7 separate regions of the Mus musculus genome follow, and all the other regions are linked to region 5. Evidence: chromatin contacts called from public HiChIP or PLAC-seq, Micro-C, capture Hi-C and promoter capture Hi-C data. All regions are on one chromosome and are shown on one strand. Each heading gives the region's core, a stretch centred on a gene start, on an enhancer-like site or on the middle of the called end of the contact. The rest is flanking DNA. Distances are from core to core; before and after follow the strand shown. Region 1 holds the start of Samd1 (sterile alpha motif domain containing 1). Region 2 holds the start of Cc2d1a (coiled-coil and C2 domain containing 1A). Region 3 holds the start of Il27ra (interleukin 27 receptor, alpha). Region 4 has its middle 4.6 kb from the start of Mir23a. Region 5 holds the start of Nfix (nuclear factor I/X). Region 6 holds the start of Zswim4 (zinc finger SWIM-type containing 4). Region 7 holds the start of Prkaca (protein kinase, cAMP dependent, catalytic, alpha).

The links. Promoter capture Hi-C pulls out the DNA fragments that hold promoters and counts their contacts. A called contact is a pair of places that touch in the nucleus more often than the background predicts. HiChIP or PLAC-seq counts read pairs in DNA pulled down with a chosen protein or histone mark. Capture Hi-C pulls out chosen DNA fragments and counts their contacts.
Region 1: a contact with region 5 is called in a Micro-C map of embryonic stem cells, with 6 times the contacts expected there. The contact joins the promoter of Samd1 here to the promoter of Nfix in region 5. A contact is called at or near these places in 1 of 39 promoter capture datasets (cranial neural crest), 1 of 15 datasets of contacts at CTCF or cohesin (large pre-B cells), 2 of 484 Hi-C or Micro-C datasets (both in embryonic stem cells) and 1 of 115 datasets of contacts at active chromatin or transcription factors (embryonic forebrain).
Region 2: a contact with region 5 is called in a promoter capture Hi-C map of liver. The contact joins the promoter of Cc2d1a here to the promoter of Nfix in region 5. A contact is called at or near these places in 5 of 39 promoter capture datasets (cranial neural crest, frontonasal cranial neural crest, liver and 2 more).
Region 3: a promoter capture Hi-C map of second pharyngeal arch cranial neural crest shows a contact between it and region 5. The contact joins the promoter of Il27ra here to the promoter of Nfix in region 5. A contact is called at or near these places in 10 of 39 promoter capture datasets (the C10 cell line, cranial neural crest, embryonic stem cells and 7 more) and 1 of 115 datasets of contacts at active chromatin or transcription factors (craniofacial prominence).
Region 4: an HNF4G HiChIP or PLAC-seq map of pancreatic cancer cells shows a contact between it and region 5. The contact joins the enhancer-like site here to the promoter of Nfix in region 5. A contact is called at or near these places in 5 of 39 promoter capture datasets (the C10 cell line, the HPC-7 cell line, cranial neural crest and 2 more), 1 of 484 Hi-C or Micro-C datasets (the N1E-115 cell line) and 6 of 115 datasets of contacts at active chromatin or transcription factors (astrocytes, embryonic stem cells, large pre-B cells and 3 more).
Region 6: a capture Hi-C map of macrophages shows a contact between it and region 5, with 4 times the contacts expected there. The contact joins the promoter of Zswim4 here to the promoter of Nfix in region 5. A contact is called at or near these places in 1 of 39 promoter capture datasets (embryonic stem cells), 1 of 115 datasets of contacts at active chromatin or transcription factors (astrocytes) and 1 of 9 other capture datasets (macrophages).
Region 7: a promoter capture Hi-C map of the HPC-7 cell line shows a contact between it and region 5. The contact joins the promoter of Prkaca here to the promoter of Nfix in region 5. A contact is called at or near these places in 5 of 39 promoter capture datasets (the HPC-7 cell line, cranial neural crest, embryonic stem cells and 2 more) and 1 of 115 datasets of contacts at active chromatin or transcription factors (pancreatic cancer cells).

The regions. Positions count from the first base shown.
Region 1 is chr8:83,995,748-83,999,081 of GRCm38.p6, reverse strand. It overlaps Samd1 (sterile alpha motif domain containing 1), which reads right to left and starts at 1,566. Exons shown (of 5, transcript NM_001081415.2): 1 at 517-1,566; 2 at 1-139. The coding sequence starts at 1,410. It overlaps Prkaca (protein kinase, cAMP dependent, catalytic, alpha), which reads right to left. Exons shown (of 10, transcript NM_008854.5): 10 at 2,638-3,334.
Region 2 is chr8:84,146,027-84,149,387 of GRCm38.p6, reverse strand. Cc2d1a (coiled-coil and C2 domain containing 1A) reads left to right here and starts at 1,471. Exons shown (of 29, transcript NM_145970.2): 1 at 1,471-1,741; 2 at 2,939-3,074. The coding sequence starts at 1,682. 4930432K21Rik (RIKEN cDNA 4930432K21 gene) reads right to left here and starts at 1,350. Exons shown (of 9, transcript NM_029045.2): 1 at 990-1,350; 2 at 503-550. The coding sequence starts at 530.
Region 3 is chr8:84,041,088-84,044,455 of GRCm38.p6, reverse strand. It overlaps Il27ra (interleukin 27 receptor, alpha), which reads left to right and starts at 1,881. Exons shown (of 14, transcript NM_016671.3): 1 at 1,881-2,006; 2 at 2,252-2,369; 3 at 3,367-3,368. The coding sequence starts at 1,922. It overlaps Rln3 (relaxin 3), which reads left to right. Exons shown (of 2, transcript NM_173184.1): 2 at 1,125-1,389. The coding sequence ends at 1,363.
Region 4 is chr8:84,202,322-84,205,538 of GRCm38.p6, reverse strand. No RefSeq gene overlaps it. Among named protein-coding and RNA genes, the nearest start is that of Mir23a, 4.6 kb to the left of the region's middle. Within about 2 kb of position 1,883, at least 381 of the 459 cell types and tissues checked have an H3K27ac peak or open chromatin away from gene starts, as enhancers often do. A contact at or near this core is called in the HPC-7 cell line, the N1E-115 cell line, astrocytes and 4 more, where this site is marked.
Region 5 is chr8:84,798,984-84,801,957 of GRCm38.p6, reverse strand. Nfix (nuclear factor I/X) reads left to right here and starts at 1,590. Exons shown (of 11, transcript NM_001371053.1): 1 at 1,590-1,960. The coding sequence starts at 1,934.
Region 6 is chr8:84,235,616-84,238,723 of GRCm38.p6, reverse strand. It overlaps Zswim4 (zinc finger SWIM-type containing 4), which reads left to right and starts at 1,682. Exons shown (of 14, transcript NM_172503.3): 1 at 1,682-1,857. The coding sequence starts at 1,720.
Region 7 is chr8:83,971,085-83,974,322 of GRCm38.p6, reverse strand. It overlaps Prkaca (protein kinase, cAMP dependent, catalytic, alpha), which reads right to left and starts at 1,345. Exons shown (of 10, transcript NM_008854.5): 1 at 1,091-1,345. The coding sequence starts at 1,136.

The DNA of each region.
Region 1 (3,334 bases), core at 317-2,816, 800 kb after region 5:
TCTGATGGTGCTGAGCACCTGCGGGGCGGTCACTCTCGGGCACTTCTGAGCCCTCAGATACATTGTCCTCCTCCTCCTCCTCCTCGTCTTCATCCTCATCTTCCTCTTCTTTCTCAAACACCCGTTCTTCTCCACCTCTCTGGGGCCAGAGAAAGAAGCAGGCAGAGTTAGAGCTCTTCTAGTCCCAGATGAAATCCAGTGTCCGACGCCACCTTTGACAACAACACGGAGTAACTTTTACGCTGTGCTGTCGTTTCCGTGCCAGGTTCTGGGTTAATAAAGCCCTCAATAGCCAAGTCTTACTAAACTCGTTCAACTACCCCCAGGGGTCGCTACTGTCAGCAATCCACGTTTACAGCCGAGGAAACTGAGGCTCCCGCAGATCAGATCACTGACCAAGACCACCGCGTTCGGAGTCCACGGGGACCGTGGGCGAATCCCGGCCACCTGACGTCCCGCTCCCTCCCGGGACTCTGGTCCCCGCCAACTTCGCCCGCACCTGCCCGGTGCGCTCACCTTGCTCCGCGCCGCGCGTGCGCTAGCGGCCGGCGGCGCCCGTCCCGGCCTGTCTCCGCGGGGTAGCGCGAGCGCTCCCAGGCGGGTGCGCTCCAGACGGCCTCGCGCCGCTTCCTCTTCCAGCAGCCCCTGCACGCGGCCGCGAGTGAGGCGGCCGCTGGCGCCGCCACTGCCCCCGAGGTAGCGCACGACTTCCCGCAGGCTCACGGGCCGCGCCGGGCCGCCCGCCCGCGCCGCGCCCCCCTCCGGCGGCGGCTGTGGCTGCGGCGGTGGCGGCTGCTGCTGCTGTGGCGGCGCCGGCGGCTCCCGGGCGGCGACGGCGGGCGGCGGTGCACGGCGCGGGCCGGCTGGGGGCGCCGCGGCCGGGGGCGCGGCGGGCGCTGGTGGCGGCGCGGCCAGGGGCGCGGCCCGCTGCGCCCGGGGACCCGGCTGCGCGGGGCCGGGAGAAGGGGGCGCTGTGGCGGCGGCCGCGCGGGGCGCCCGGGTCGGGGCGGCGACGGGCGCGGGCGGCGGGGCGGGCGTGGGCGGCGGCGCGGCGGGGCCCCCGCGGGGGACGCGCGGCGGGGCGGGTGGGGTGGCTCCGCGGCGGGGCGGCTGGACGCGCGCCGCGTTGCGGTACGAGATGCTCCCCTTGTAGCTGACCCGGAGCACGGCGCGCTGCTGGATCAGTTTCTCGAGCTCCGCGCGCGTGCGCTCCGGCTCCGGGCCGTGCCGCCGCCGCACCATCCGGCAGATGCGCTCCAGGTCCGGCCGCGCCTTGCGCGAGCGCAGCGAGTCGATGGTGTCCAGAATCCACTCTTGGTAGTGCGGGGAAGCGGCGGACGACGAGGCGGCGGCCGCCGTGGTGGCGGCCGCCGCCGTCTCCGGCGGGGGTAGGGCCGGGGGCCCCGCCATGCCTCCCGCCCGGCCCGGCTGCACGGTGCGCGCTGCCTCCCTCCCAGCGCGGCGCCCCCTCCCCGCTCCCCTCCCTCCGCCGCTGCCCGCCTCCTCCGCCTCCCCCCGGGGGGCGCAGCGCCTCGGCGGAGCGGCGGCGGCGCTGCTGTTTCTTCGCAAAAAAAAAAAAAAAAAAAAAAAAAAAAAAGCGAGAGAGAGGAGAGCGCGCGAGAGAGACAGAAAAAAAAATAGTGAGAGAGAAAGAAAAGAGGAAAAAAATATGCACACACTCACTCACTCGCACGCACGCACACAACAGCCCCGCTTCTGCTGGGCGCGCGCGGGGCCGGGGATGCGAGGAGGGAGGAGGGGAGCGCGGCGCGGCCGGCCCCTCCCCGCCGCCGCCGCACGCGCGCCCTGCGCCCGGGACACTCCGGCCCCCCTTCCTGCTCGCCCTCCCCCGCTGCCCGCCTTCCTCGCTCCCTCCCACCCCCACGCGCCCGCTTTTAAGGTGGAGCCCGGGCCCCCGCCCGCCCCGTGTACCCGTCGCTCTAGCTCACTCCGGCTCGCTCCGGCCCCCCCTTACAACTCCCGCGCGCTTTTTAAGGAGGCGCCGCGGAGTTGGCGCCGGAGCGGGGGCGGGGAGCGCGGCGGGCGGGGGAGGGGGAGGGGAGCCCAGGGGGGAGGGGACAGGGGCGGGCGGGGCGCGCGGGCGGCGTTCGGCCGCCCTCCAGCCATTGGGCGCGGGACCCAGACGTCCTCGGCGCCCAGCCCCCTCTCCACGCCTCTCCGCGCTCAGCGCTCTCGGGACCGCACTTACCGGGAACTAGCCGCGCCGCGGCCGGACGCGCCTCGCTCCTGGGAAGCCGCGGAGACCTCACCAGCGGCCCTGCCGCGCCTACATGAGGGCTTGGGGGCGCGCGGGGCTCCCCTTTTCTCCTACCCTGCTAATCCTGCTGCTGTTTGGCCGAACCGGTCCGAGTGGCCCTCTCCAGTGCCCTCTCTGTCCCGGACTAGACCGAAGTAGGGGTGGGAGCAGATTTGAGGGCCCCGAACTCAGGGTCAAAGGACAGTTTGCCCACCCCACCCCTCCTTTCTCTGGCCAGGCGGAGGAAGTACAGGAATTCCAGCCAAACCTGGTTTCTCCAAGGTCCCGAGGCCGGGGTCTCCAGAACCTGGACATTGAGGTTCGAAATTCCCTTTCCAACACCCCAAGGGTGTGATCGAAGTCGGGAAAACCAGCGACACTTTTATTTTAAAACAAAACTTTATTGGTAATAGTTTTCAAATATGTTTACAACAGCACACTGTTCAAGAGGAAGTCTCATCCTTCGAAGCACACAGGTTGAACGACCCCCTCGTCCACCCGGGGCCCCCACCCAGGCCTGAGAGCTCCTCCTTTTTGGGAGAAGTTACGAGAGGGATAAACACAGGGATAAATGGGGTAATTTCCCCAGCAGCTCCCCACCTTTCTATTGAGAGAAAAAGCACAATCAGACTTGGGGTTGCAGTGAGTGGGGACGCACGGCAAGAGGTGATGGACAGCTGACAGCTAAGCTAGAAGCGAGGCGCCCAGGATGGGGGAGGCTTCTTAAGGGGGCTGATGCACAGGACAATTGGCATGAGACCACTGGAAAGGGGGGCCGGGAGGCTAGCAGCTCAGGGCGAGATTCCAAGCCCAGTTCCTTCCTTGACAGGGTCAGTTGGCTACCCGGGTCTCATCAGAATGGATTTAGGGAGTGAGGAGGGTGTTTGGGGAGGGTGGGACAGTTTGGAGGGTGGGAGGCACTGGTGGAACTTAATTTAAATGAAAAAAAAAAAAAACCCCACTGGCAAGCAGCCCTCTGTACAGGTCATAAAATCTCCCTTTCCAGGTAGGGCTGCATGGAAGGGAAGGTTGGCGTTACTGTTCGTTCATCCTTAGTATCCAGTGCTAGGGTCGGGA
Region 2 (3,361 bases), core at 222-2,721, 650 kb after region 5:
ACACCCACGAGCTGGACCCACCTACATCAATCATTAATCAAGAAAACACACTACACTCTTGGCTACAGGCAAATCTTTTGGAGGCATTTTCCCAATTGAGAGTCCCTTTTCCCAAATGACTTGGGTCAAACTGACATAAAACTAGTCGGCCCACATGGCAAGAATCCCCTCCTCCATCTCAAAAACATCATAAAAAGTTTAAAAAGGTCACCTTGGGTCTGAGATGTAGTTTCATGGTAGAGTGTTTTATCATGCAGGAAGCTCCATGTTCCATTCCTAGTACCTCAAATAAATATTTTAAAAGCCGATTTGAGGCCAGGTTGTGGTGAATCATACTTTTAATCCCAGCACTCTGGAAGCAGAGGCAGGTTTGTCTCTGAGTTTGAGGCCTGATCTACAGAGTTAGTTCTAGGACAGACAGCCAGGGATATACATAAACTCTGCCTGGAAATAAATTAAAAATAAAAATAAAATAAAAAGCCAATTTGAATAAACCAAATACCTGAGTTCCGCTGTTTCTTCTTATTCATTTTATCTTTCCCTGAGAAATCTGAAAACAACAAACAAACTCTCCAGCTGTTGCCAGCACTGTATGTCCCCATCTGTACCCTGTCTCCCTCCTCCACTGGGCCCATCTGGCAGCCTGATGAGGGGAGTCAGCTGGTCTTCAGCAGGACACTGGGTGGGGCGACAGGTCATAGCCACCTTGGACCATGGCCAGGTAGCCATTCACACCCTTTCCCTGTGTGAAGGAACGATCTCGTCCTCTTCACGGTATCTGCTGGAGTCTCTGGGTTGGAGACAACTACGTTTCTCCCCCACCCACACCCAAAGCTTAATTATCTGGGACATGGGGTACTTGGAAGCTTCAGAGAGGTCTCTGGAGACCCACCAAAGTCACACAAGACTTTAGGAGGGCTACCCCGCGTCAGGAGTGGCTTCCGGCCAATGTCTTCAGACTGTGGGACCCATGGCAAGCCAGAACCAACCTGGGCCACAGCAGTAATGGAAGTTGCTCTGTCCTTAGTCGGGACGAGGTCAACCTGGATCTGATGGGGAATAGGTCGCCTAGGTCACTGGCGTAACGTTCTGAGAAAATACCCACATAGGCAGTCACGGGGACCGCGTGGCAAACTGGCGGTGGGAGACAGGAAGGCCTGAGGCCTGACACTGTGGACTCGGCTCCTGAAGACCTGCGCCACAGACGGGAGAGCAGGAGCATCCACACCCACACCCACACCCGCACCCACTCCACCACAAAGCCTAACAGAACGATGTGCGGCGGTGTGGAGCCACAGACGTCACACTGCCGCGCCCTCACACCTGCAGCTCTCTCTCTTTTTCCCGCCCGTGAGGCCACGCCCCACGCACGCGTAGTACCGACTACACACCTTACGCATGCTCCGCCTTCTCTCTGCCCTACTTTATGCTAGGCGCATGCGCCTCCACGCTCTGACTGCCGGGAATTGTAGTTTAACTAGAGAGCCCACGAATCCAGCCGCCGCGCTCCTGAAGGCCAAGGCGGAAGCTGGGCGGCCCAAACTCGAGAATCCCGGGGGGCCGGGCGCGGAGGAGGGACTCAGGGCTCAGGAACAGCGCGAGCTCTGAGACTCGACTTCGGTGAAGAGGCAAGGCAAGGCAAAGGTGCAGGGGCTGGTAGTCCGGGCTTCGAGCCTGGAAGATGCACAAGAGGAATGGACCCCAGGCACCCCCGGGCCGAGGTGCTGTCACTGCCCGCCAGGTGAGTGTGTGCCCCTCTACCCACCGAGGGGTACCTGCCCACCCTTCCTCAGAGTCTCTCTCCACCCTTCCTCACACTCGCGGGGAGTGCCCCACCCCCAGAAAAGCCTGATCCTCGCCACCAGGTGAACCCTGGTCTCCGCCCCGCCCCCGAGGTGAGGTGTATGGCCTACTGGGTTGGGCCATCCAGCTTCTAGCTTCACACCCCAGATTCAGGGAACACCTGTTGCTGCAGCACTTCCAACCGGGAAGGGAAAGCAATCAGACCGGCTTTTCAGGCCTTTGCATTAACTGGGTCAGGCCACACTCTACACCCATTGTACAGATGAGGACACTAAGGATAAGGGAGGCGCAGAGATCTATCTAGTCAAGGTCACAAGGATGAAGCACCTGGCCAGACAGAAATGTCAGTCCAGAGGTGTACAGGAAAACCTACAAGACTGTGGCCCAGAGCCATACTCCCAGATTCAGGGCCTGTGGGAGTTTGATTTGTCCCATCTTTGAACCAGGGATCCCAGGGCTCTGTGCTCAGGTTCCCCCTGACCTAGGTACATTTGACTGAATGTATTTGTAGTTTGGAGCCTCAGTTTTTCCACCTGTGGAATGGAAGCCTAGAAGAGTCCTTAAAGGGCAGTTATAAAGACTTACTGAGACTATTTATGGAAAAATGCTAGAACAGAGGGAGTGTGGCCGCTGGATTCTTGGGCTCTCTGTGACTAATGGCTTCACTCAATAGGTGAAGCCATGCATAACTGCTAAGATTTGGCCAATTTGGACCTATAGAAAGGGTAATTTCATGTAACTCATCATATTTTGTTGGTCACTAGCCAAAGCAGAAGGGCAGGTCTATAAAAAAGACCCAGTTCTTCAACTTTGCCCCCACTGTTGTCATAGTCATCGTGGCTTTTATTTATTTATTTTTCTCCTTGCCATGCTGGGATGGAACCCAGCTTTGCACATACTAGGGTTAGGGTTAGCACTTTAATGATGAGTGCACCTTCCAGTCCCACACTGGTGCGTTCTCTGCTGCTGGGGAGCCATGTGCATAAAGAACGTTATTGTATGAGGGTGTCTTCCTCAGCCTCCTGGTCTCTCCAAGAAATGGCTTCCTCGTAGAGATTTGGTTCCAGCATCCCGACGGGTCTCTGGGCCTGAGCGGTCTATGGAAGGTCTAACTGGAGCCCGGTTGCTCCCGTAGCTTGGTCTGCTGGTTGACTTCTCCCCAGACGGCCTGATGATCCCCGAGGATGGGATTAATGAGGAGGAGCTGGAGGCTGAATTCCTGGCTTTGGTGGGGGGTCAGCCCCAGGCCCTAGAGAAACTGAAAGGCCAAGGTAAGAAAGATGCTCAACATATTCTTTGGGACTTCTGCTGTGGGCAGTACTTGGAGCTAGGCACTGGGATGGACATGGGGCAGGAAAACAGGAGCCCTACCTTCCTAGAGTCTAGGTTCTGGGTGATCCTGTCAGGGTCAGCTGTGGGTGGAACTGGGTCTTTTCCAATCTGTTTCCTGCCATGTTTTTCTTCTTTGTTGAGAATTTGGTGTGTGTGTGTGTGAGAGAGAAAGAGAGACATGTGTGCAGACACACATGGAAGCCAGCAAACTATGTCAGATTCCCCA
Region 3 (3,368 bases), core at 632-3,131, 760 kb after region 5:
ATGACACCACACAGAGGTGCCGCTGCCCCTAAGGTGCCTCCCTTTGGGTGAGGGCACATCAGGTTTTTTTATCCCAGTCTGCCGAGAGGGAGCGGGATGCTAGGCACAGGGCTTGATTTCGCCACCTTCTGGCCTCTCTAGCCCTTGCTACCTCCTGCAGAGACCATTCCTGGTGAAATGGTAGACCCAGTGGGTGAGACCTTGCAGAATTCTTTAACGGGGCAGACTGTTTAGTGTGGCTGGAGCAGCAGGAGGCCAATCAGGAGAGTGCAGCTCCTTAGAGGCGAGACAAAAGAGGCGACACAGTGGGCTTGGGAGACTGTGATTAGAATCCCAACACTCTGGGAAGCTGAGGCAGGATGGTCATGAACTCAAGGACAGCCTAAGACCCTGTCTCAAAAAAAAAAAAATCGCAAAACCAAAAAACGGAGTGGAGGAGGAGGAAGAAGATGATGATGAAAGAGAGATGTGTGGGTGGTGAATGATGGACAGACAGATGGATGCATGCGCAGGTTAGGAGTGTGCCTGCCTCAAAACAGTAGCTCTATGGCTAAATGGCTGTGTCCTCACACAAGCCTGATGAGGAGCCAGGGTCCCAATTAGTGAATAGTAAGTAGGTGGCAACAGCAGCAAACTCAGTAGCTGTCACTGAGAGGCTGGAAGAAGTGAATTCGGTAAAGCAAACAAGACGGTCAATAAATGATCAGTGTTCACTTGAGTGCTCCTCATGTATCCCATAGTATTGTGCTTTTGCGGGCATCCAGTCTGATACTCCTGACAAAGCCAAAAAAAAAAAAAGTAGAAGTTATTATTATCTCCCCTCCCCCTCCCCTGCTTTGTGGAAAAGAAAACTGAGCCTAGGAGGGAGACGGAAGTAATGTCATTTACTATTCTGATTTAGGGAGCCTAGCTCCCAAATGCATATTTTCATCTACGCCGTCCACATTAAATAAAGAATCGCATGAACTCAGTGACAGGAAAGTCCAGCTTAGCACTGAAACTGACAACAGAGCCAGCATTTGAACCCTCGAGGGGATGAAATCAAACTCAGAACCGCAACCTTGATCCTCCAGACTGGAGATGTAAGTGGGCTAAGCCCTGATTCTTCCTCTTTGCTTTTGCAGGGGACTTCTTCGCTGATGGAGAAGCCAATACAGACCACCTGGCCAGCGAGCTGGATGAAGCGGTGGGCTCCAGCGAGTGGCTGGCCCTAACCAAATCCCCCCAGGCTTTCTACGGTGGTCGAGCCAGCTGGCAAGGGTCACCTGGAGTGGTTCGGGGCAGCAGAGATGTGTTGGCTGGCCTTTCCAGCAGTTGCTGCGAGTGGGGCTGTAGCAAGAGCCAAATTAGCAGCTTGTGCTAGGATCAGGGTTGAGCAATGGAGAAGCGGGCCGTGCCTGCAAGCTGCTGTCAGCTGTGCGATGTTCAAGAGCATTCCTACAGGCGAGGCACCAAGGGGTCCACTGTCTCCTTACAGACCCTCTGCCAAGATGCATACACTACTTGCCAACCTTTCCCCACCTTGCTGCCGGCCCCTCCTCTATCCAGCCAAACAGAAACTTGTTTTTCATGGCTGAGTTCTTCCGTGCCACAACCTCACCCCCAGCAGCCCAGCAGCAACCAGATGCCCATCTTCTTAAACTGGCTACACTAGAGTCTGCCCCACCTCCACCCTCAGTCCGGCCCTAATTGTCGCCACTGTCCCTGGCTAACCTCCCCCCCACCCCAAAACAGAGCCCCTGGTCCTCAGTACTCAGACTTCCTCACCACATAAAATAAAGGTTCAGTTCTGAGCATTTGCACGCGTGCGTATCATTGCTGGGGGTGGGCGGATTTGGGGACTTCCCGCCAGGGGCGGGGTGGCTTCCTTCCCGCAGGCTGTAAGCCCCAAGCCTGGTGGTGTCACTTGTCCCTGGGAGCCATGAACCGGCTCCGGGTTGCACGCCTCACGCCGTTGGAGCTTCTGCTGTCGCTGATGTCGCTGCTGCTCGGGACGCGGCCCCACGGTGAGCAGCTTCGTGAGTGGCTGGCTCGGGGTCACAGTTGTAGGGCATCGGGAACTGGGCGACAACAGGATGTAGCAGGTCGGAAAGGGGCCCGGGACTCCCTCTGCGCCATCCCAGCACGTGCCAGGCCCTGCGCTCCGGTACTGCACTACCACTGTACCAGAGGATGGACGCATCCACAGTCCAGCAAGTTCAGGCCCCGGGGAACTTGACCACGGTCCTCTCGGCTCTCTGCGCCCCTGCAGGCAGTCCAGGTCCACTGCAGTGCTACAGCGTCGGTCCCCTGGGAATCCTGAACTGCTCCTGGGAACCTTTGGGCGACCTGGAGACTCCACCTGTGCTGTATCACCAGAGTCAGAAATAGTGAGTACCCTGGAGTGGTCTAGGGGAAACTGAGGACGGAAAGTGGTCACTCAGATTTCAAGCGAATTTTGTTAAGAGGATCACCGCCCGCCCCTCAGTCCGGCTACTGAGAATTCGGTCCACACTCTCACAACCCTCAGGCTAGCCCACTCATTCCCTTATGGCATAACTCAGGTCTGACCACTTTCCCTCTCTCAACCCCCACCCCCACCCCCACAGTAATGACGGCACAGGCCTGCCATGATTGATTCTGCCCATCAGCACGGTAGGCACATGGCAAAGAAAAACTGCTGAGCACTAGAAAGCAGGTTAATATCGTTGTTGTACGACATCGGGCAGGTAACTTGAATTTCTGAGTTCACTCTAAGCAGCATGGTGACACACACCTGCAAACACAGCTCTTGGAAGATGGAGGCAAGAAAATCAGGAGTTCAAGAGCGACCTCAGCTTCACAACAAGTTTGAGATCAGCGTGGGCTGTAAGAAACTGTCTCAAAAAAAAAAAAAAGTCAGTGTAGCGCTTGTAATCACAACAACAATAGCTGGTTCTGGTATGGTTTGGGGTTCAGGGTCCAGGGGAGAGTGTATCTGGAAACTTCATTTCAATTGCGCTAAGTAAAGGACAAAGAAAAAGCACCTTGGGAGGAGCCCCGGGGAACAGCATGTTTTCTGAGACAGGGTCTTACCCTGTGAAGCTGGCCTCTAACAATCCTGCTTTCGTCTCCTGTGTGCTGGGATGACAGCTGTGAACTGTCGGGTGTAAACTGTCAGTCACCCGGCCCACTGTTGAGTTCTTTCAGAAAGTAGGTGTACTGCATACATTTTAAAGAAGAACAGAGAGGTTAAGTCACTCTCCTCAGGTCACGGTGTTGACTTAAGAGCAAGGGATTCAGACCCCAAGCAGAGCAGGGTGAGGCATGAAGTTGGTGCAGGGCTGGAAGCTTAGCCTGGGGCTTAGGCTGTGCCAACGAGCATCTCTTCCCAATCTCTCCTCACAGCC
Region 4 (3,217 bases), core at 634-3,133, 600 kb after region 5:
TCCAGCACCTACATAGTGGCTAACAACTATCTCCAACTTTAGTTCTAGGGATCCTGACACTTTTTTCTGAACTCTGCAGACATACATGCAGACAAAACATCTGCACACGGAAATAATTGTTGTTTTGGTTTGGTTTTGTTTTTTTGAGACAGGGTTTCTTTGTGTAGCCATGGCTATAGCCCTGGCTGTCCTTGGCACTCACTTTGTAGACCAGGCTGCCCTCGAACTCAGAAATCCACCTGTTTCTGCCTCCCAAGTGCTAGGATTAAAGGTGTGCGCCACCACACCCGGTGAAATAATTTTTAATTAAAAAAAAAAAAAGCAACAAGGGGTAAGGCTCAATGGCAGCTGCTGGCCTAGCACACTGACTGGGCTTGGCTTCACCCCCAGTACCATATCAAGGAAGTGTGGTGGTTTATACACATGTTCCCAGCACTCCGCAGGCATTAGCAGGTATGTCTCAGGAAGTTTAAGGCCAGCCTGGTCTACAGAGGAAGTTCCAGGACAGCCAGGACTACACAGAGAAAGCCTGTCTAGGAAAAACAAAATAAAAATAAAAACAAGAAATGTGTCTACAGAGCAAGCTGGAGGGCAACCTGGGATACATGAGACTCTAAAAAAGATAAGTTTAGGGCTAGAGAGATGGCTCAGCGGGTAAGAGCACTGACTGCCCTTCCGAAGGTCCTGAGTTCAAATCCTAGCCACCACATGGTAGCTCACAACCATCCGTAATGAGATCTAACACCCTCTTCTGGAGTGTCTAAAGACAGCTACAGCGTACTTACATATAATAATAAATCTTAAAAAAAAAAAAAGAAAACAAGTTCAGGGCTGGAAAGATGACTCAATAGTTTAGACTGCATATTGCTTTCTGAGAACCTGAATTTGGTTTCCCGGCTCACATGTGGCGCCCTCTTCTGGACCCTTTAGGCACCTACACATACATGCACATACCCAACACATACACAAAAGTAAAAAAATAAGTCTTAAAAAAAAAGAAAATCTCTACTTCCCAATAATTGGAAGAGTTCCTGGGTGACATCAAGGACAGAAGCATTCAGTCATATCAGGCAGTGACAGGCAGGACAGTGGATTTAACGTCTAGATCTGGCATCACCGATGTCTGAGGAATGAGGAATAAGGATTGAGATATTCTGATGTGTCTTCCCCAGTACGCGTGCTTACACACACACACACACACACACACACACAGTCTCCAGCCCCAATCCACCTCTGTCTCTTTGGGTTCTGGGGGCAGCCCAGGTCCACAGGCTGACCAGCCTCCCCAATCACCTCCGGAAGTGAGACAGCATATTCGTCCCAGGGACCAGAACGGGAAGGGCGGCCATTTGGCCAGGCTGGTTTCCTGTGGGGTTTCCCCTACAAAGAGCCCAAGGCTGCAGCCAAGGCCACTCCCATCCTCACACACACCAGAGGTCTGTGTCTGGCGTGGAGGGGGCATTACCACGCAGGTGTCCAGGAGCTGGGACACCCTGTACTGACTCTTAGTCTCACAGGGAGACTCAAAGGGACAGAAGTCCTGGAGCTGGAGGGCTTGAGAAACAGGGCGGGGGGCCTTGGGCTGTGGTATCCCAGTCAGTTAAATTAGCACACACAGCCTTCAAGCCCTCGGCATCCCTGGAGGACCCACAGTGAACCCCAAGAAAGAACCAGGGCAGAGGCCCTCCGGTCGTCCCCAACCCTGATCCTCAAATACTTTCCACTCTCGCGAAGCAGCGAGGATCGGAAAATACCAAGGGCTGCAGTCTCCGCCCAGCTCCGCCCCCGCCCCAGCCACCAGCGCTCGCTAATGGCCCACTCTTCCCAGGAGCTGGGCGGCTGGGTTGGGGCCAACCCGACCTGCGGCACAGATGCCTGCCCTCCACGTCCGTCCCCACGCAGGAACCAGACAACCCGCCCGGGTTGGGGGGCAGGGCATAGGCAAGTGGGTGGGCCTAGTGCCTAGCCGCGAGTGGAGGGGGCGCAGGAAGGGGTGAGGGAGGGCTGAATCACTTGGTATAAATAGGCAAAGACGACAGCCACGTCCCACCCTCGCTGCCCGCCAGCCACACAGTCCAACAACCAGATCCCCCACTCTATTCCTTAACATTCTGTTTGCGGTGCTGGGTTCCCCTCAAGCCAATCAGTGCTCCCAGGGTGAAGTTCATCCCAGGTCCTGGCCTGGCCTGGGACTGGAGATAGGAGCGCTGACCTCCATCACCCACTGTCTTCTGGAAGGCTTGGCTCACTCCCTTAACTCCGCAAAACTTCCAGGAACCAGCCAGGCATTGTGAGGCGTCTCTGTCAGTCTACCATTCAGGAGGCTGAGCCAGGAGGACTGCCATGTGTTCAAGACCGCGGTAGGCTATGAAATGAGACTGTGTCTCGACCCCCAAAGTTGACTGTGGGTAGAGAGTGCTTGGCTATTTTGCTGGAAGCATGGAGTCAGCAGGTCCCATCTTAAAGCAGAAACCCTTCATCATGGTGCACACAAGTAAGCCTAGCATTCAGGAGGTGGAGGCCTAAGGACCAGTTCAAGGACATCCTGGACTACTTATCCAGTTCCAGGCCAGCATGGACTACATTACATTAGATCATGCCTCAAAAACTTTTATTAATAGATCGATAATTATTATTATTCCCAGGCCCAAAGCTTAGGGTTCCAGAGCCCCAAATGTACACAGGAGACAAAAGGGAGGTATCACCGGGCATCCCAGATTTGCTCCCCCGAGTCCCTCAAGGCCCATGTGCCCATCCTGCCACCCAGCCCTGCTCTGCCCAGGGCCACAGCTCAGTAGCCACACCCAGGGTGGCGCCAGTTCTAGCTCCAGCAGCCTGAGGCAAGGCGCCGCTCGAGTGTGACTCAGCCATGCCCGGCATGATGCTGTCCTTCCCTACCCAAGAATTCTCACGCCCACGCCACCACCCTCAATCCTTCCCCATGGCCAGCTAGGAAGACACACCTCCATGTCCACTGAGGACATTCAACACAGGATATGAGGAGACCTCAGCACCCTATGGGAGACTAGAGAGTGTGCTCTGTTCCACTGCATCTCCAAAAGTTCCCATTCACAGATGGAAAAACTGAGGCGGCAGAGACAATCCCAGGAATGTCTACACTCTCTCCATAAAGACAAGGCCGCCTGAGCTGGAGTTGGTGGCCCATGCCCATAACCCTAGCACTTGAGAGTTGCAGGAAAGAGAATGCGGAGCTCAA
Region 5 (2,974 bases), core at 341-2,840:
AACTGGCCTTGCTCATACCCACACCAGACACCCCAGGCGCATCGCCTGCCCCCCATCTCAGAGGTTTGGGACGAGGGGCATAGCATTCAGGGACATTTATGCATACACATCCTTGTACCTCCTAGCCCCTACATACTCACTCACGCACACCTGGGCTCCTATACCACCCTGCCAGACAATGCATTGCTGAGAATTGCCACAGCTTCTTGGCTGGGGGGTGGGGGTGGGGACTGACAAGGTGCTGGCTGCACCTAGCAATAGGAGGGAGCTCTACCTTGGTGGGATCTGCCTGGGGACTGGGGCACAGTCTTCCCATCAACCTAGAGTCACCCAACAGTTCTCTATGTCCTACTTCAGAGTTTCCAGTACCCCCTTCCCAGCTTCTTTCTTCCCTCCCTCTCTGTGAAGACTTTTCCTTTCTCTCTCTGTTGCGAGAGAGAGAGAGAGAGAGAGAGAGAGAGAGAGAGAGAGAGAGAGAGAGAGAGAGAGAGAGTGAGAGAGAGAGAGAGAGAGAGAGTGTGTGTGTGTGTGTGTGTGTGTGTGTGTGTTTTGAAACAGGGTCTCAGTACACAGGTCAAGCCAGCCTCAAACTATGTAGCTCAGGCTGGTCTACAGCTCAGTTATAATTTTTCTCTTGGAGCTTCTGAGTGCAGGGATTGCAGACAGATGCCATATGCCAACCCACCCCACCTCATTCCCATCTGCAGTGGAAATGGGGAATCCTGGGCCTGCAATGGGCTGGAGCATCACCACAATACAAATAATGTTCCTAAGTCCCAGGACATGTGCAAAGCTATGGGAGACATATGAAGGGTAAGGGTGGTGTGTGTGTGTGTGTGCGCGCGCATGCATGCGTGTTATACTTGAGAGAGTTTTTACAGAACCTGCCAGCTGTTTTGCTATCAGGATTGTAGATCAGTGTGCCCTAGGTCTGGGGTATATCTGGCCAACTCAATGTATAACGTGTGTGTGTGTGTGTGTGTGTGTGTGTGTGTATGTACAGTGATACTTTGTGTCCTTTGTATGGGGGCTCCCATGTGTCAGTGTCACCATGTCTGGGTTGCCATAGCTGTCTTCCAAGATATTTTGGCGTGGCTGTGTGTTGGTGTGTCATTGTGTATCCAGAGTGTGACAAGGTATATATGGTTGTGTGATCGTGTGTGTCAATATTCTGCAGGAACATGTGTGGCACGTGCATGTATGTTAGTGTGGCTCTCCGCATCTGTCTGCATTGGGACGACATGTGACAGTAGGTGGTGTGTGGCTCTTGCTCGTGTCTGTGCCCGGTGTGCACCGCCGTCTGCTGCGACTCCATGAGGAATAGGCCCTGCGTTCCTTCGTGACATTTGTGCCCGTCCAAGCCCTGCTGCGTGTCAGCGTGTGTCGGCGCCCGAACGCCGGCCAGCACGTGTCGGGGCGGCCGCGTCGGTGTGCGTCCCCGCGTGTATGTGTGTGTGCGTGTGTGCGTGTGTGCATGTGTGTGCGCGCCGGCCGCGCTCACCCGCCCCGCCCGCCCCTCCCCGCGCCCCTCCTCCCGCCCGCGCCGCCCGCCCGCTCCCTCTCCCCGGAGTGCGCCGCTTCCAAACTTTGTCTAAACTTTCACTTTCACAGCGCGGCGGCGGCGGCGGCGGCGGCGGTGGCGGGCGAGGGCGAGCGGCCGAGCGGCGGCGGCATGGAGTAGACGCGCGGCGGCGGCGGCGGCGGCGGCGGACGCGAGAGGCAGCGGCGAGCGCGGCGGCGGCCCGGAGCCCGCGGGGCCGAGCCTGTGAGCGCGGAGCGGCGGCGGGCCGAGCGGGGCCGCGGGCCGGGCGGGCGCCGCGCGGCAGAGGCCGGAGCAGCGGAGCCGGAGCCCGAGCGCCAGCCAGCGCGACGCCGCCTGCCGGGCCTGCCCTCGCCGCGGCCGGCCTCCGCGCTCGCGCCCGGGCGCCCAGCGATGTACTCCCCGTACTGCCTCACCCAGGTACCGGCCGCCGCCCCCGCGCCCCGGGAGGGCCGGGCCGGGGTCCCGCAGGCGCGCGGGCAGCGGGCGGGGCGCGGGGGCGCTGCCCCGGGGCGCGCGGCAGGAGTGCGTGGAGAGGGGGCGAGGGGCGAACGCGCGCGGCGGGGTGCGGCGGACAGCGGACCCCTGCTGCTGCGCGGCGACGCGGCGTGGTGGCAGGCGCGGGCGGGCAGGGTGACACGGCGGCAGGAGGCAGAGTGGCCCCGGGGCGCGGGGGAGCACGGGCGGGCGGCGTTCCGTGCGCGCGGCGCGGCGCGGCCGCCCCGGGGTGGCAGTGGCGGGCGTGTGGGCAGCGGCTCTGCGTGCGGCTGGGGTGCCCCGGGCGGCCCGAGCGGCCCGGGCGTCTCCCCAAAGTCTTTGTTCAGGCCTCGCATGGGAGCGGGGCTGAGAAAATGGCGGGGCTCCCAAATTTCGGAGGGGCAGGGGAGGGGAGGGAGGGACGGGCGTGCTGCCAGCCCGGGCCGCGCCTCTCTGCGGATCCTGGACGTTTGCAGACGCGGCTCCCCGGCCCCAAACTTTCCTCCGTGCAAACTTTCCGGTCTCGAAGACCAGGACCGCCGCTGCGTGAACCTGGAAGTGCCCCGGGGAATCCCGGTCCGCTACCCGCAGGCGGGAAGGGCGGGAGCGGCGGCGGCCACCGCAGGTCGACCCTGTTGGGATCAGCCGTCGGGTCAGCCTCGGGCACAGCAGCGCCGACCTTGGCGTGCTTCGGGAGCGCGAGCGCGAGAACGCGTCCCGCCTCCAGCGAAGTTCCCTGCGCTATGGTGTAGCGGAGGCTCAGGCCTGGAGCGTGCCTGATCTGCCACCCCACTCTTTTTAGCCGTGACTCCAAGCTCTGAGAGGGCACCAGCCAGACCAACCCAGATCTAGAGGGGCCCTCACAGCTCTATCTGCAGGACCAGGCCAGGGCAGATGACAGATTTCGGCAGGCAGAGGGAATTTGTGGAGGTTGTCTAGCCTTGCCTGCTGGCCAGG
Region 6 (3,108 bases), core at 433-2,932, 560 kb after region 5:
AAAAAAAAAAAAAAAAAAAAAAAAAAAAAAAAAAACCCACACATGGGCTGGGCATGGTGGTGCACACCTTTAATCCCAGCACTCAGGAGGCAGAGGCAGGCAGATTTCTGAGTTTGAGGCCAGTCTCGTCTACAAATTGAGTTCCAGAACAGCCAGGGCTATACAGAGAAACCCTGTCTCGAAAAACAAAAACAAAAACAAAAACAAAATGGAAATAAAGAAACAAAGAAAACTAAGACATCACTGCTGTTATTGAGACAGGGTCCCGCCGGGGATGTAAGATTCCCTTGGAGTTGGAGTCACAGCGATCATGTGCCATGTAGGTTCCAGGAATCAAACTCAAGTCTTCTGGGATCCATTGACCGGTGCTCTTAACCTCTGAGCCATCTCTCCAGTTCCTCCATTGTGTTCTTCCCCCTACAAAAGAGCCCCACTTGAGCAGCCCTGTTTCAAGGGTTCACAGGCTACTTATGAGTGACTGTTAGTTGCCACGGTGGGGAGGGGTCTGTCCAAAAGCAACCAGTGGGCTAGTCGGCTTCTGTGGACCAGGTTGGGTTTTTCCTGCTTTGAGGATCCTAAACACTAAATGGGATCACAGCTATGTTGGCAGGTTTTAGTCTGAACTGCTACTGTACGCTGGGCGCTGTTCCACGTGCTGACTTGTCTCCCCATGGACGTACACTTGATCCTTGGAGCTCAGAGTTCAGAGAGACATTTAACAACCCCCCTACCCTGGTATCTCAAAGAGCTCTAAAGGATGAGGCAAGAGGATCTCCAATCAGACTAACCAGGGTTACATAATGAGAGAAGGGGGGGGGGGGTTCAGAGGTAGTGCAGGGTGGTGGGCCATCTAATCCTGGACTAGATGAATAAATGATGCTGGAGAGGCCGCGACGGTAGGAAAACGCAAGGTTCTCTTAGGTCATGGGGGTGGGGTGTGGAAAAATGACGAAGATGGTGAGTGGCTTCCGCACTGTGGAAAATATAAGCTGAGTCAGGGGGAAAAAACGATTCGAAGTGGGGGATTTGACATGCATTAAGTCCAATCTAATGAAACTAACACTCTCATGGGTCGAAATGGGCAATTTCATGTTCATTCCACAGACGTAGAAAGGATTGGGGTGTCTTAGCTCGCAGCTCAAGAGGAACTCGTAAAGTTAACAGCCCACAGCGAGCGCATTGCTAGGAAGGACTGTGCTGGCCCGGGTCGGCTCTTAGAGCATCCAAACTGTACCAGTGGCCCAGAGAGGTTATTGAGTTTCTAGGGTCATTACAGCTCAGAGAGAGTCAACCCCGGCCGGGAGGCGGCCGGAAGCGACCCTCCGTAAACAAAGCCGTGTGTAGGCGCAGCCCCAGCCGCCAGGCTAGAGGGCCGGCCCAAAGGGGCGGAGAAGGAATGTTGTGAATGAACGTGAGACCTCCCCGAAACTCCTCACAAGGCCAAGCCGTGGGGTTCCCTCATTTTGATTGGCTCATACCGCCCCGTGATGGACAGCGACTCTTCTTGCGACCTCTTATTGGATGGCACAGAAAAGACGGACGTGGAGATTGTCGAATGAACAGCGGCATCTTGGAGGCGGGTCTTTGAGGACAGCCAATAGAAAGGGAGAAATAGGGCGGTGGGGGCGGGGCCTCGTCTGAGGAGGCAGCGGCTGCTAAGACGGCTTCATTGTTGTGAAGAGTCTTAAAGGGGCCGCGTCGTCCGGCCGGCTCGGCCGGATGGAGCCCCCGGCGGCCAAGCGCAGCCGGGGCTGCCCCGCGGGGGACGAGCCCGGGACCGGGGCCCGTCGCAGTCGCCCCGAGCCGTTGTTGGACCTTAGCGCCAAGCGGGTGGCCGAGAGCTGGGCCTTCGAGCAGGTAAGGCCCCGGCCTGCCCCAGGCCTCACACCTCGCCCCCTCCCCAGCAGCCAGCCCCCCACACCGCCACCCCGGGCCCCGCACCCCGAGCCTCTCTGCCCGCGACCCTCCGGGTCTCTATTCTGACCTCTTTTCTTCCTCAAGAGACACACCAGCCCAGAGACCCACACTGCCCCACTCCTGCCGTAGGGTTTCCCTGTCCCACCCTCCAGGAAGAAGACCCCCGTCTCTGCAGGGCCTATACATGACACCCCTGTATCCCTTTGCTCCAGCCTCCAGAGCCCACCAGTCCTCTCCAGATCCCCGACTGTGGGACAAGAGGCAGGGTCACTGAGGGAAGGGCTCTGTGCCCCTCCTCCCCCCTTCCCCCTCCCTCCAGCTATTCCAGAGCCAAGATTGGGATACAGAGGCAGAGAGGCTCCTGGAACCCCTACTCTGTGACTTGTGGAGTGGTGTCCCGAGAAAAAATTCCCCTCTCTCTGTCTAAGGGTCCCCCAAGAAGATGGGAAGGGTCCGAGGCTCCTCTCAGTCCCATACAGCTGTCTTTCAGTCTGACTTTGAGTGTTCTTGGCCTCACAACTCTTCCTGAGTTAGGATGGATGGGTTTGGACTGACCGTGGACTGAGCAGGCTCTGATTCATGACCGGAAAATCCCTCCTTAGTCATCTGCCAACTGTCAGGAGCCGAATCACTGACTCCCCCTTCTCTCGTAGAAACCTTGGGTAGGGCCTCCGTGCTGTTCACCCTATGTGACATGCACAGAAGAACCGTAAAACTGTCTTCAGGACTCTCACAGATCTGCCTTGGCCCAGCCAGGTGCTAAGAGAACTCTGGGCAGGTTCTGGAGCCCTTGTGGAGTTGTTCTCACTTTGAGGAAACTGGGGCACAGAGACGTTGAGAAACTTGCCCAAGGTCACCCAGCCAGTCACTAGCCAACTCAGATTGGAACACAGCCTCGAATGCTGGCTCCATTCCTTGGAGTCTACAGGGGATGGCAGGTCAGCCCTTCCCTCCTAGAGAAGGGGCTTTTTTTTTTTTCCTCAGGGGAGGAACAGGGGAAGAAATACCCAGGGTGGAACTGATGTTGGGAGTCTGAACAATTTGGTTTAGGGATCCTGAAGAGCTGACTTCATCTCTGATGTAGTAATGCTGACCCCTTCAGGTTCTCAAGCTGTCATGCCAGCTTCCTCAGGCTCGTTCTGAGGCTGTGACACTGACCCAGTGCTATGGTTTCAGCATCTTGTGTCCCTG
Region 7 (3,238 bases), core at 96-2,595, 830 kb after region 5:
CCTCCCTCTGGGTGAGCCCTCGGTATGCACAGAATCCATCTGTCTTAAGCAAACCAAATCATTAGCTGTCACCTATTGCTGGATGGCGTTACCCCAATGCGCGCAATTCTTCTGACCATCCCCATTCAGTGGAATGAGCCTTTGCTATTCATTTCATCCGCAGTTTCAAACCAGCCCCAGGGGCTGGGTGAACGACAGAACCGCAGTTGTGAAACGACCATTTATTGAGGGGCCTTCTAAGGAACCCAGACCTCAGGGTAGGCCAGGAGGGTGCTCTGCCGCTTTACCTCACCCGCAACCCAAGAAAAAGGACAGACGTAATGGCTCTGAGCAAGACCAGCTCCAACTTGGATAAGGAAGCGCAGAAGCAGCTCTCTAGGTTCATAAACAGTCTGCCACCCCAGCCAGGGCCAGACGAATGCACGGAGGAGGTGGAGTGACAGGATGAGAGGGGCAGAGGGACCCAGAAAGATCTTGTCCCCCATGCCAAGTGACACAGAAGGGAAAAACAATGCAGGAGGTGGCCCCGGGAAATGCTCATGGGGGTGGGGGTGGCTTGGAGGTGGGAGCTGTGATGAGGTGAATCGGGCAGGGGTAGGAGAAAGATGGCGGGGGCTGGAGGGGGAGGGGTGTGGTCACCAAGTGGCCAAGGTCCCTGCAGCGTGGACCCCACAGCACTCCCGAAACTGGCAGGAGCCTGGATCAGGGTCAGGCATTGGGGCGCTGTGTGGGAAAGGTAAGTGACGAAGTGGGAGGGGGTATAGAATCTGGAGAAAGGGACTAGGAGAAGAGGGGTTGGTGTGGTGACAGGGCCTCATCTGGGGCCCCGGCGGTCATACATGCAATGGTTGGCAGTGACAGCTGGGTGGGGGGGCACGGCCTTTGCAGTGGGGGATGGTAGGCCATGGGCACCAGGCCCTACTGGGGGCAAAGTATCTCTGCGGTGATCCGACCCCAACGTGAACAGGCAGCAGGCAGGGGTGCAGGCAGACAAGATTGGGGGGGCATATGGGGGAGGGGCCATGCAGTGATGGGCATTGCGCGGGCAGGCCGCACGCAGTGAAGATCAGGGTGACGGCCGGGCACTCACCGCTCTCCTGCTCGCTGCCCTTCTTGGCGGCGGCGGCGTTGCCCATCGCGGCGGCGTCGCGGCCGGGGCCAGTCCCGGAGCTGCGACGCGGCGGGTGCTAAGGTGGCCGGCGGCCCCGGAGCGCGCTGGGCAGCGGAGGCGGCGGCCCCTGGGGCTGGCTGCGCTGGCTGCGGCGCCACGACCCCCGCCCAGCCCCTGCTTCCCGCGTCTCTCTGCGCCCGCCCGCGGGGGAGCCTCAGCCCAAGTCCTCTGTCCGTGACGCCCCCGCAGCCCACCGCCCATTGGTTCAGGCCTCCCTGACTGACAGCCCTACGCCGCTGTCCATTGGCCCTCCGGAACCCTCCCGCGCCACCATAGGCTCCTGGATGAGTGACGCGAGTTGCAGACTCTCCGCCACTCACGGGCTCGTGAGGCCGCAGTCGGGCGGGCGAACGCACGTGATTGGCCGAGAAGCCCGAGAGGGCTTGGGGCTGCCCCTGCGAAGCCGTCGATTGGCGGAGACAGGCGGCCCCGGCTAGTGTCAGTCCCGGGGTGAGAGGGCGGGGCAGCGGCTCAGGCTGCGGCCCGGGCAGCGGGCGGGGCGGAGGCTGCGGCGGCTGGAGGGTGGCTGGGTGGCAGGCGCTGCGAGGTGCGGGAGGCGGCCCGGCGGACGCCCGTGCGGCAATGTGCGCGCTGCAGTCTCCCGCCCCTGCCCAGTGCGGCAGCGGCCACGGGCCAGAGGTTGACGCCACGGCGGGCCGGCGCAGCGGCTGTCCACCTGCCAGGGGGGGAGGGGCGGGCTGGCGCCGAGGGTCAAGGGTCGCCGGGCGCCGTTCGGTGTCATTCATAAGGAGGCCCGACACTGGGCAGCCGTGACCCAACTAGCTCGGGGTCCGCTTTGGTTTGCTCGCGACACAACTGGAGCTGCAAGGGGATGTTGGACCCAGAACTGAGGGCGTGCTGGGAGGAGACTCAGAGTATCTACACTCTTTGCTAAGGCTCAACCCTAGGCCCCTGAAAAGTAGTAACTACGGACGCCAGCCAAGTGCATTACTTCTTGTACCTTGCACGTTGGGCCTGCCATACTCCCATTTTATGGAGGCTCGGTCAGGCTAGTTCCTTGCTCTTAACTAATCTCCATTGCCTAGACATGACCAACATAACCTGCCCCTTTTGGGCAGGAAGAGAGCCGTTCTCCTTCCTTCTGGATGCTCATCTTTAAATTTTGTTTTTATGCAATGCTGGGGATTGAACACGATGCATACTCCCTGCGAAGTAAGCATTGTACCACTGAACTAGAACCTCACTCGGTGTTCTTTCAAGTCTGCACTGTCAGAACGTGGTCAGTTTCCCACCTTGCCACTGACACCAGGGGCCTGAGCACTCTGCTGGAGGGTCTCCTGCACACTAGGTTGATATCAGAACCCCACCCTCACACTCTGGATGCTGGTACTCTTCCATCTGTCTGCTGCCTGGGACAACACAAACATCTCCAGATACTGCTAAATGTACTCTTGGAAACAAATTATCCCTACCCTCACCAGAGCTCTGTAATAGAGGGTGGCCAGGGTGGACGGTGCTGGGTGGACGGTGCTGAGTGGACGATGAGCTACCTCTCCTGGACTCCAAAGGGTAGTTGACTCTGAGGTACATATACCTATAGACTCACTGCTCAACAATGCACAACCAGCTTCTAAGCCAATAACTATATGTACTCCTGCTACTAGGTCAGCTGCAGTCCCCGAGGGGGAAAGTACCCTGCCAGAAAGTACGGTTCCTCTGGATTATGCGAGTTGGCTGAACAGACAAATACTCCATCTCTGATTTGGGGAGTTTTGCCACAGCTAAGTGAAATTATCTAAATTGTGGCTCTGTGTGTCCTTGGGTCACAATGTTGCTCTATGCCTGTGGGTCAAGGTCAGAGTGAGAAAAAAATCACTGGCCGCCATCTATTGAACAGCTGGCATACTTAAGCTTGGACAAAACAGAACCAAAATTAAAAAAAAAAAATGGGCAAAGAAAAATAGGCTTTGACCCCCAGGTTGTGGTGCAAACTGTACAACTAGTTGAGACTGGAATTAGGGGAGCAAGCAAAGGGAGAAGGTCCAGCCACTGTAAGGACAAGAAGTTACTCATGATATGAAAGTGACAAAGCTGTTCAGCCACAGA